3 separate regions of the Danio rerio genome follow, and all the other regions are linked to region 3. The links are chromatin contacts, called in public HiCAR-type and Micro-C maps. All regions are on one chromosome and are shown on one strand. The core of a region is the stretch at or near the end of the contact, and the rest is flanking DNA. Distances in the headings are between cores, read along the strand shown. Region 1 holds the start of rnd3a (Rho family GTPase 3a). Region 2 overlaps LOC103909565 (a long non-coding RNA gene). Region 3 holds the start of mmadhca (metabolism of cobalamin associated Da).

Region 1 (3,739 bases), core at 705-3,204, 160 kb before region 3:
AGTTCAATGAATTAAAACCCTTATAATTTTTAAGTCATTATTACTAGTAAAATCATAGTTAAATACATCAGGTTTATTTATTTATTTTTATTTTACTTTATATATATATTTTTTTTATTTTCAAGTGGCCATTTTAGTATATGGCTTTTTTCATCCATATATTTCTAATAACATAGAAACTTGATACGTTTTGCTACCAAAAAACATATCTTCTGGTGTGACACTAAATGCTAATTTTAAATAATCAATTCCAGGAGACCTTTAATTAGTTAAAGGACCTCATTCAGGATTATGTGACTGAAGCCCCCTGTGAAGCATATGATGTGCACCTGTTAAGTCTCTGTCTTTCTTTTTTGGAGCCACTATAAAATTGTTACGTTTGTTGTCCTTTGGTGGGACACCCATTTATTGAAAACGTTCATCAAGTCATGGAGAAAATTATTATTCAAAATTTTATAAACAATAAATAGCACTGTATAATATGGTGGCTAAGAGAGCTTATCATGCAATTTAAGAAAACACATGCATGTACAAATAACGCTTGCAAATTAAGGACAGTTCTTAAACCGTTTGACAGCACATATTCTGCAAATCTCCACAATGCATCTACACATTAAAAAACATTCTGCATTTTTAACGCAAACAAATTTTAAAAACGCGCTGCATTTTCTCACAACGCAAACAATTTAATAAAACACTCTGCATTTTCATACAGCGCAAACAAATTAATAAAACTCGCTGCATTTTCTCACAATGTATACAATTTAATAAAGCGCGCTGAATTTTCTCAAAGCAAGGAAATTAATAAAACATGCTGCATTTTCTCACAACGCAAACAAATTAATAAAATGCACTGCATTTTCACACAACATAAACAAATTAATTAAGCGCACTGCATTTTTTACACAATGCAAACAAATTAATACAATGCGCTGTATTTTCACACAACGCAAACCAATTAATAAAGCGCGCTGCATTTTCACACGACACAAACAAATTAATAAAACATGCTGCGTTTTCTCACAACGCAAACAATTTACAAAAACCTGCTGCATTTTCTCACAACACTTGCAAAAACATTGTAATAATGGAAATGTTTCAATGGGACCCAAAAACGTGTTCTGTGAGTATTGCTCAGTGAATTTGTAGGTAATCTTTAAAAGGTGAGTTTTTTTTGTTTGTTCATATTAACATACTGATTCCCTTGCCATTTGTATTTTATTAGGCTAAACAACCATAACCTAAATCGCTGGGTGTTATTTTTTTGGGTCCCCTTGAAACATTTCTACTGTGTTCTGTGCTATTTGAAAGTGTTGTGAGAAAATGCAGCACGTTTTATTTATTTGTTTGTTTTGCGTGAAAATGCAGCATGTTTTTATTTTTTGAAATGTGTTTGCGTTGTGACGATTTGCAGTATGTGAGCTGTCAAACAGATGAAGTTTTTTTCTTTGCTGTTGTTTTTTGTAACTGCATGTGTTTTCTTAAATTACAGCACATTAAGCTCTCTCGGCCACCATAGTATGAAGATGCGTCCAATTATAACAATAAATCGCTCTCACGTTATTTGTTGGTTTTTTTAAGTTTTGTCACACCATAGGACGCATTTAAGATGCCGTTCATAAAAAAAAAAGAAATTTTGTGAGAATTGTTATTGTAAAAGTTAGTGGACACTAATATTTTCTCAAACATTACACTTTAAACAACATAAATATACGTATTTTTACTTTTTAGTAATGTGTTTTACAAATACAAAGCATTCTTACTGGCTGTTTTGTCAACTACCCATACATCTTCATATACTGTACGCCATGTAGCCGTACTTGAGGCCTGTAGGTTGCGCTCTTTCCCTCTCCCTGTTAAAGCGAAGGGGAGGGTCTGCGAGTGTCTTCAAGGACAGCCATTGGTTTACCAGACGCATATAAAACACGGCACATCCCCAAAAAGTGAGAGGGCAGGAATTCAAGCAGTTGATGAATATCCCTGCAGGAGTGAGTGAGGGGGAGTGAGAGATCAGGACACGGACCGAGGGAAAAATCCACACCTTTCCCAGAGTGATTACAGAAAGCGGTGCGTTTGTGCGCGTCCCCTCCGTTGAGCACCTCCGCGGACTTGCGCGTAAAGACAATCAATGAAGGAGAGAAGATCTATCCAGAAACTGTCCCTTCAGCCCGGAATGGATCCGAGTCAGAGCCTCAAATGTAAGATCGTGGTCGTGGGGGACAGTCAGTGTGGGAAAACCGCTCTGCTCCACGTTTTTGCCAAGGACTGTTTCCCTGAGGTGAGATGCGTAAAATCCAGCGGGTGCGCGCAGCTGCGTCTGTATATGTAGTTTTTTGCATTCATTTATGTATCTATCTGCATGTTTAGTGACATTTGCTCTGTTTATTCATCTTAGAATTATGTCCCCACTGTGTTTGAGAATTACACAGCAAGTTTTGAGATTGACAAGCAGAGAATAGAGCTCAGCCTGTGGGACACCTCAGGTGAGTCTCAAATTTTGTTGTCGTCTTGCGTGCGTTTGTGTTTAGTTTTAAGTGTAAATGTTGAATGTGTATAGTCAAGTCTGTTCACTGGCGTTTCTCAAGACCCCTTGGTTTATAGAGAGCCAGAGCAAGGACCCCCTTGTAAACATGTTTTAAATATAATTACGAGTTTGTATGTTGTTTGCTTATAGTAAAACACACATTACCATATACATGTAATAACATTTAGGATGAACTTTAGCTTATTTCGTTTTAAGTAAAACGGTATACATAATCTCAACAGTTGCTAAGATTAAACAATAATTATTGTAATACCCAAACATTTGTGGTGTAATTGAAATGCAAGCTTAGTATACTCTAATGCCATAATATAATGTCATTTTGTTGTATAGTGTCGTTCTTAAATGGATAGTTTACTCAAAAATGTGTGGTATAATTTAATATGCAAGCTAAATATACTCCAATGCCACAATATAATATCATATTGTTGTACAGTGTGGTTGTTAAAAGGGACCGTTCACCCAAAAGAGAACATTTTGTTCACTGTTTACTCTCCCTCGTGTAGCTGCTAACCTATTTTTTGATGAAAATATCTTGAAGAAAGCTGAAAACCACTGACTTCCATAGTAGGAAAAACTAATACAATTGATGGTACAGGTTTCCAATTTGCTTTGAAATATTTTCCTTTGTGTTCAACTGAAGAAAGTCAAACAGGTTTGGAACAAGTGAAGGATGAGTAAGTGATGACAGAATTTTCAGTTTTGTGTGAACTGTCCCTTTAACATAAAAAATTAATGTCATTAATGTATTGTTTCAGTTTCACTTGATATTAATTCATAATGTTGTTATGACTATTTAGTTCATTAACAAGGTTCAAAACATGTCCAGACTTGTTGTCTTTCATCTTGAAGCCTGTAAACATTTCATCATTTTGATGCGGCAGTGCATTGTGCGGGGGTAATGATGTGATTGCTAGCGCTTACGTTTACGCCTGGGGGAAAATCTGGGTTTGTTTAATAGCTTTTTTCTTTCTTTTTCGGAGCGGTTGAACGATTCTCAGTTGTTGAGTCAGTACCACAGCCTGCCAAGCATTTAATCACACACACACACACACACACCCTGCTAACACACTCTCGCACACTCCACCCATCTGTGGAACATGATCCACGGACACCTCACTTTTAAGGAATGTTAGGATGGCATCACGAGGAACGTTGCGCTAAATGATGTTTTGGATAAACAAATGAAAGCAGAAC
Region 2 (3,461 bases), core at 719-3,218, 190 kb before region 3:
TTTCATATGTATTTAATATTACACACAATTATTTCATATTTAAATTTGGTACTTGAACCACGTTTCAACAAGGTACTAGAAATAGATCAGAGATTTTGCTTCAGTTGCTGCTGATTTGTCTGCTGCACATTCATGATGCTAATCTCCCGTTCCACCACATCCCGCAAGGCGCACTATTGGATTGAGATTTGTTCAAGAAACCAACCGGAGATGATTCGTGCTTTATGACATGGTGCGTTATCCTGCTAGAAGTAGCCATCAGAAGATGGGTACACTGTGGTCTTAAAGAGATGGACATGGTCAGCAATACTGTGGCATTGACACGATGCTAAATTGGTACTAATAGGCCCAAAGTGTGGCAAAAAATATCCCCCACACCATTACACCACCACCACCAGCCTGAACTGTTGATACAAGGCAGGATGGATCCATGCTTTCATGTTGTTGACGCCACATTCCCTGTGTCCTCATAATTTAAAACACTTAAAAAGCATACTTAACGTTATTTTATTTATTTATTTTTTTGACCTTCAGAATTTGCCCCTGGTTTCTGGTTAAGAGTTTGATACAGGGATAAGGAGAGGATAAATCCAAATAACAAGTGTTTTTACTGTAAAATACACTCTGCCCATGGAGAGTCCTCATGAACCACTAAAACCAGCATGTGTTTTGTGTTAGTAAGAGTGCTGCCTTTACATTTGTCCAGAATTAGGTTTACCTGCTGTTTTGCACCACCTCTATGTCAGACCAGTGTGGGTTCCCGTGATGAATTAAGGGTAGAATAATTGGCAAGGTCCTGCTCTCACTCAGGTCCTCCACTGGGGTTAAATGCACTCCCTGCATCCGTCTTAAACACCGTCTCAATGTGAAACTGCAGGTGACAGATCAGCTGTGATTTATCTGCTGTAGTTACTTTATCTCCCATACCTCTCTATCCTTTTTTTCTTACGATTCGTGACGGCTTTTCAATAGGTTTTATAAATGAAATGATAGATAGATCAGACTTTGTTTGGCCGTCCTCTTCTCTCAGGTTTTGATAGATGCAATCCCTCAGGTGCTCGTGTTTATTGGTCTGAGCGATGGCGCGCTCTGCAGAAAACGCATTTCAATGCCTCCGAATGTTTTCGTCCTGTCTCAGTGGAGATCCTGCAGAGGAAGAAGAGAAATGAGACCGTTTCTGGAGGCAACAGATGGGTAAAGACGGTGAGAACCATTTCTTTCTCAGTCATAATACATCTAAAAGTCCATATGTCAAAAGCGCAAACAAACGCCCTGAAGGCCTTCACGACGTACATTTCCTAAAGTTTATACTACTTTCCTAACAGCTTTTGGCTCGAGCACCCACCTGAGATGATTCATCTATAGGAGAGAGACATCACTAGTTGTCTGGAAAACAGCTCACACAGATGCGTCTGCAGGCGACTGGCAGCCGGCCTGGACGGAGGGGATTTTCATGCTATGCTAATATCCATAGCTGCAGGCTAACAGCTCCAGTGTAATGATGCTAACATGCCAGAGCCATATGGAAAAACAAAGGCAGGACTTTTTACTGGGAATACCAATCTCAGTATGCATCAGCACGGAGGGTGTGATTCAGGTGACAGATTTTAATGAGAATTCCTAACAGAGCACAAACACATTTTGGCATGTTGACTTGCTGTTTTGTATGACTAGAGGATGTTCGGAAAGGACTGCTAGCTAACTTAGAGTCTTTAAAGCTAAAGTATGTGAAAGTCTAACCTAAAGATGAAGGTACCCAACCATGTACTTGATGTATACAGTGAAGCAGTGCAAATAACACTAAAAATTATGAAGAAATATTGAACTATTCATCTATTGTTAGAAATACGTTTCAAGTTTATTGCAAAATATCCAAATATCCAAGTGTTTTGGGAGTCTTGCCATAAGTGATGTCATAGCGGGCGTAGCTAAGAATCTTTATGTGGCACTTTGCTTGCTGTGCCTCTCTGATTGGTGGAATTCCCTGTACAGCTTCATGGGTAATCTAGTTTTCTGTGTTAATTTAGTCAGACTGGGTGTTACTAGTGATATGTCATTCTGTATTCACTGCCCTCAAGATCTGCCATGTATTAGTGCCAAGTGTCTGTCTGGACTACAACTCCAGCTTTAGGTACAAATGTAGATACCTCCCATTATAATCAACAGAACTGGCACTTTCTTAAAGCTATGCTATTTAAATTATTCTGCTATCTTGGTAACAGCACCAAAATAACTCCTCCATTTCTACCATGCTGTTATAATGGGTGTGTTTAGGGGGTCAATTATAAAAGTGTTTCTCAACCACTTTCTTGGAGGCAAACCAACAGTACATATTTTGGATGTCTCCCTTATCTGACCCATTTGTTTTAGGTTTTGGAGTCTCTTGTAATGTTCTTGTAATGTCCCCCCCCCCCCCCCCCAAAAAAAAAAAAAAACACAAGTCTTTGAAAAAGATGTTGTCATACACATGCATATTACTTGTTTTGGGAGGTGTAGATTAAATACAAATGCAAACAAACAGCAATGGCGTAGAACATATTTGCTAATGCTTCATCAGCAAAGTGTGTATTTACTTTGCATTAAAACCAAAAGCGTATTTGCTGGCTGCACATCCATGATGTGAATCTTGTTCCACCACATCCCAAAGGTGCTCTATTGGATTGAGCTCTGGTGGCTGTGGAGGCCATTTGAGTACAGTGAACTCATTGTCACGTTTAAGAAACCAGTCTGAGATGATTCACGCTTTATGACATGGCGTGTCATCTTGCTGGAAGTAGTAGCCATCAAAAGATGGGTACATTGTGGTCATAAAGGGATGGACAAGGTCAGCAATAATACTCAGGTAGGTTGTGGCGTTGACACGATGCTCAATTGGTAATAATGGTCCCAAAGAGTGCCAATAAAATATCCCCCACGCCATTACACCACCACCACCAGCCTGAACTGTTAATACAAGGCAGGATAGATCCATGCTTTCATGTTGTTGACGGCAAATTCTAACCCCACCATCTGAATGTCGCAGCAGAAATCAAGACTCATCAGACCAGGCAACGTTTTTACAATCTTCTATTGTCCAATTTTGGTGAGCCTGTGCGAATTGTAGCCTCATTTTCCCGTTCTTAGCTAACAGGACTGGCACCTGGTGTGGTCTTCTGCTGCTGTAGCCCATCCGCCTCAAGGTTCAACATGTTGTGCATTCAGAGATGCTCTTCTGCATACCTCAGTTGAAACGAGTGGTTATTTGAGTTACTGTTGCCTTTCTATCAGCTCGAACCAGTCTGGCCATTCTCCTCTGACCATCAACAAGGCATTTGCACTCACAGAACTGCCGCTCACTGGATATTTTCTCTTTTTTAGACCATTCTCTGTAAACCCTAGAGATGGTTGTGTGTGAAAATCTCAGCAGATCAGCAGTTTCTGAAATACTCAGACCAGCCTGTCAAGCACCAACAACCATCTCA
Region 3 (3,240 bases), core at 209-2,708:
CACTACGTTTCTTTCTTTCTTTCTTTCTTTCTCTTTCTTTCCTTACTTCTCTTTCTTTCTTTGTTTTTTTCTTTCATTTTTTCTTTCCTTCTTTTCTTTCTTTCCTTTCTCTCTTTCTTTCCTCCTTTTTTCTTTATATTTATGCCCTTTTTATATCTATCCCTCTTTTTTCTTCTTTCTTTTTCTGTTTCATTGTTTCTTTATTCTTTATTTCTTTTTGCCTTTCTTTTTTCACTTTCTTCTTTTTTCTTTCGTTTTTTCCCTCTATCTCTCCTTTGTTTTTTTCTTTCTTTTCATTCTTTTTTATTTCTTTATCTTTCTTTTCCTCTTTTTTGTTTTTTTCTTTCCTTTCTCTCTTTCATTTCTTCTTTCTTTTTTCTTTTTTTCTTTCCTTTCTTTCTTTCCCTCTTCCTTTTTTTCTTTCTTTCTTTCCTTATTTTTTCTCTCTTTCTCTTTCTTTCATACTTTCTTTTCTTTTCCTTTTTCTTTATTTCTTTGTTTTTTCTTTTCTTTTCTTTCCTATTTTTTCTTTTTATCTATCCCTCTATTTTCTTTCTTACTTTCTTTATTTTTTCTGTGTCTTTATTTTTTCTGTTTCTTTCTTTCTCTTCTTTCTTTCTTTTTTCTTTCTTTCTCTTTTTCTTTCTTTTCTTCTTTCTTTTTTTCCTTCTCTCTCTTTTTTTCTTTAACAAAATATTACATTTTTAATTATACATTTTTATTATTAAAACTTTTGTATTAATTATATGGCTTTGTTTATATATTTGTCAAATACATGTGTATCATACATTATAAAAAAACAAATAAAATAGAAAAAATATTACACACACACACACACATGCATATATATATATGTGTATATGTATGTATGTATATATCTGTATATGTACTGAATGTATGTATATATGTATATATATATATATATGTGTGTGTGTGTGTGTGTGTGTGTGTGTGTGTGTGTGTGAGTGTGTGGAAAAATAAACAGAACATGCATTTGTATGTGTGGTTTGTTAATATTAATATGTATTTAAAAATGTATATTTTACTGTCTATATCATATTTTTTTCTATTTTATTTGTTTGTATAATAATCTACCATACAAATAAAAAGGGATTTATAATGCAATGGTATTGCTAACTGTTTATTTTTATATCTCATATATATATATATCTAAATTGTATTAAACAGTTTTGCCATTACATTAATTCATTTACTACATTAATCATGTTTGATACAGCCATGATGTTAAAAAAATAAATACATTTATTATGAATAAATATATTTGTGTGTATATATTCTGAAGTGTTTAACATTAAATGATTTGTTTTTAATATTAATATTGCGAACGTTAACATTTAGATTTCCTTTTTTTAATTTAACTCCTTGTTTTTGTTGTCTCCTGTGTGTTTTCGCGGCTTTTGGACTTGCGGCTCTCCGTCATGACGTCACGACTTTGGTGAAAACGTGATCAGCAGAATCTGGTGAAGGCAAGCAAGGTAAGCGAAGAACACGCTGTTCTTTACCTTATAAACACCGTAAAATAACCACAAATCACCTTTAAACCTGTGACATGTCATTCCGTGGCCTCAGAAGAGTTTGTGAATGTTAGTTTGACGCTGAAGTCGAGCGTTTAATCGTGTTTGAAGTGAAAGTGAGCGGATCAAAACAGTGAGTGTTTGTTTTGGTTTGATGTGTTTAAAGATGATTTAAAGTAAATAAAAGCGTAATTTACCTCTGAGATGTCAGTTCTTTCACATATATGTGTTTCTGTCCGAATGTTCATGTTTAATGTTATGTTGTCACTCGTTTATTTAGTCGGTTTATTGATAATGAGCAACAAAAATAAATGCTGTTATTTTTATCGAATTAAATGTTATTTAATGTAATACAACAAGTATAAACGCTATATTTTGATGATATTTCTTCTACACATTTGCAACTAATGTAGTAAATGTGTAATTGTTGTGAAACGCTACCTTGAATATTTGGTCTAAAATCTCATGCAAGTGTGACTTAAAAAACAAACATGTATAACTAGGATTGCTATATGTAAAATAAGCTATATTTTTAAAGCAGACTTTATCCAAGATTTACATTTTTTCGTTGAAATGTAGGGTATTGGTTTAGTTAAGCATTAGTAAGTATAAGTTAATGGATTATTAGTTTATTTATTGCATATTTAAACATTAGACTTTAGAAAACTTGTAAAACAAACAAAAGAATTTGTTGATTCTCAATGTAATGATAATCATTAGTTAATTTCTTACCCTCTTCACTTTCACTGTCTTGCCCCTCAGTATTATAGTCATTATTATTGTTGGAATATCTAGCCAATTCCATGTGTGTTCAATAAGAAAAGGTCTGGAGAGGGTTTTCTTCAATGCCAAAAATATTAGTAATTTATTAGATACAAATGAATAATTCGATGACAGAGCTCTGGGTTACATTACCCTATTGGAATACAATAATTACATGCAAGAGGTTCACAACTAACATACATTTCCTGACTCCAGCATATATACACAACTGATATTAACAGGTGGAGTTTTTGGTGTAACGTCATTTGTCAGTCATTGTTCAGTCCTCCATTGGCTGCACCCCAGACATACTTCCTCTTTTTCTACTAATTCTCTGCACAACAAAAAAGCATACAACTTTCTGTTCAGTTTTAACACTTCTTCAGACAGGAAGTTTCTGCAGAGCTGAATTTAATTTTGGACCTGTATTTATCTACTTCTGCAAAAATGCTAATTAGTATGAACAGCACTCACACGCTACAGTAAAAGTTCAGTTAATATATGACCCTTACATGACCAATACAAATAATTGTTTAATTAAAAAAAAAGAGACAAAAATAATAAAAAAAAATTATTCCTATTATTCAACATTATGTTTGTCTTTTAATATCAATCAGCTTAAATTAAATGAATGTGTGGTGTGTTCGTGTGTTGCAGGTTGCAGTTGTAGTGGAGTCGTGTGCAGCGTCATGGCGAGTGTGAGTGTGGATCCGCTGCTTCAACTCTTTGTGTGTGTGTGTTTGTGTCAGTGTTGTAATTGATTGTGTGTGTGATATGCAGGTGTTGTGCAGGAGGGTCAGGCAGGTGAGCCACTCGTCTGTCGTTCACTCTTTGGCTCAGAAAATTCTGGCAGTTCGAGCGTTTTCAGCCGCAGGGTCGTCTGGATCAGATGAGCCCTATATTGCTGTACCGTCTCAAAATACAGGTGCGTCCCAAATCCCAT

The links. A called contact is a pair of places that touch in the nucleus more often than the background predicts. HiCAR-type assays count read pairs that join an accessible place to other places.
Region 1: a contact with region 3 is called in a Micro-C map of caudal fin, with 16 times the contacts expected there. The contact joins the promoter of rnd3a here to the promoter of mmadhca in region 3. A contact is called at or near these places in 2 of 18 Hi-C or Micro-C datasets (caudal fin and an unstated tissue) and 3 of 4 datasets of contacts at active chromatin or transcription factors (caudal fin, embryo and gastrula embryo).
Region 2: a contact with region 3 is called in a HiCAR-type map of caudal fin, with 11 times the contacts expected there. The contact joins the enhancer-like site here to the promoter of mmadhca in region 3. A contact is called at or near these places in 9 of 18 Hi-C or Micro-C datasets (caudal fin, embryo, hematopoietic stem cells and 2 more) and 3 of 4 datasets of contacts at active chromatin or transcription factors (caudal fin, embryo and gastrula embryo).

The regions. Positions count from the first base shown.
Region 1 is chr22:12,120,531-12,124,269 of GRCz12tu, forward strand. rnd3a (Rho family GTPase 3a) reads left to right here and starts at 1,955. Exons shown (of 5, transcript NM_199522.1): 1 at 1,955-2,278; 2 at 2,396-2,483. The coding sequence starts at 2,129.
Region 2 is chr22:12,093,508-12,096,968 of GRCz12tu, forward strand. It overlaps LOC103909565 (a long non-coding RNA gene), which reads left to right. Exons shown (of 3, transcript XR_659537.4): 2 at 1,055-1,203; 3 at 1,326-2,524. Among named protein-coding and RNA genes, the nearest start is that of rnd3a, 27 kb to the right of the region's middle. Within about 2 kb of position 1,969, at least 3 of the 62 cell types and tissues checked have an H3K27ac peak or open chromatin away from gene starts, as enhancers often do. A contact at or near this core is called in caudal fin, where this site is marked.
Region 3 is chr22:12,285,744-12,288,983 of GRCz12tu, forward strand. It overlaps mmadhca (metabolism of cobalamin associated Da), which reads left to right and starts at 1,459. Exons shown (of 8, transcript NM_001002453.1): 1 at 1,459-1,496; 2 at 2,955-2,995; 3 at 3,078-3,222. The coding sequence starts at 2,987.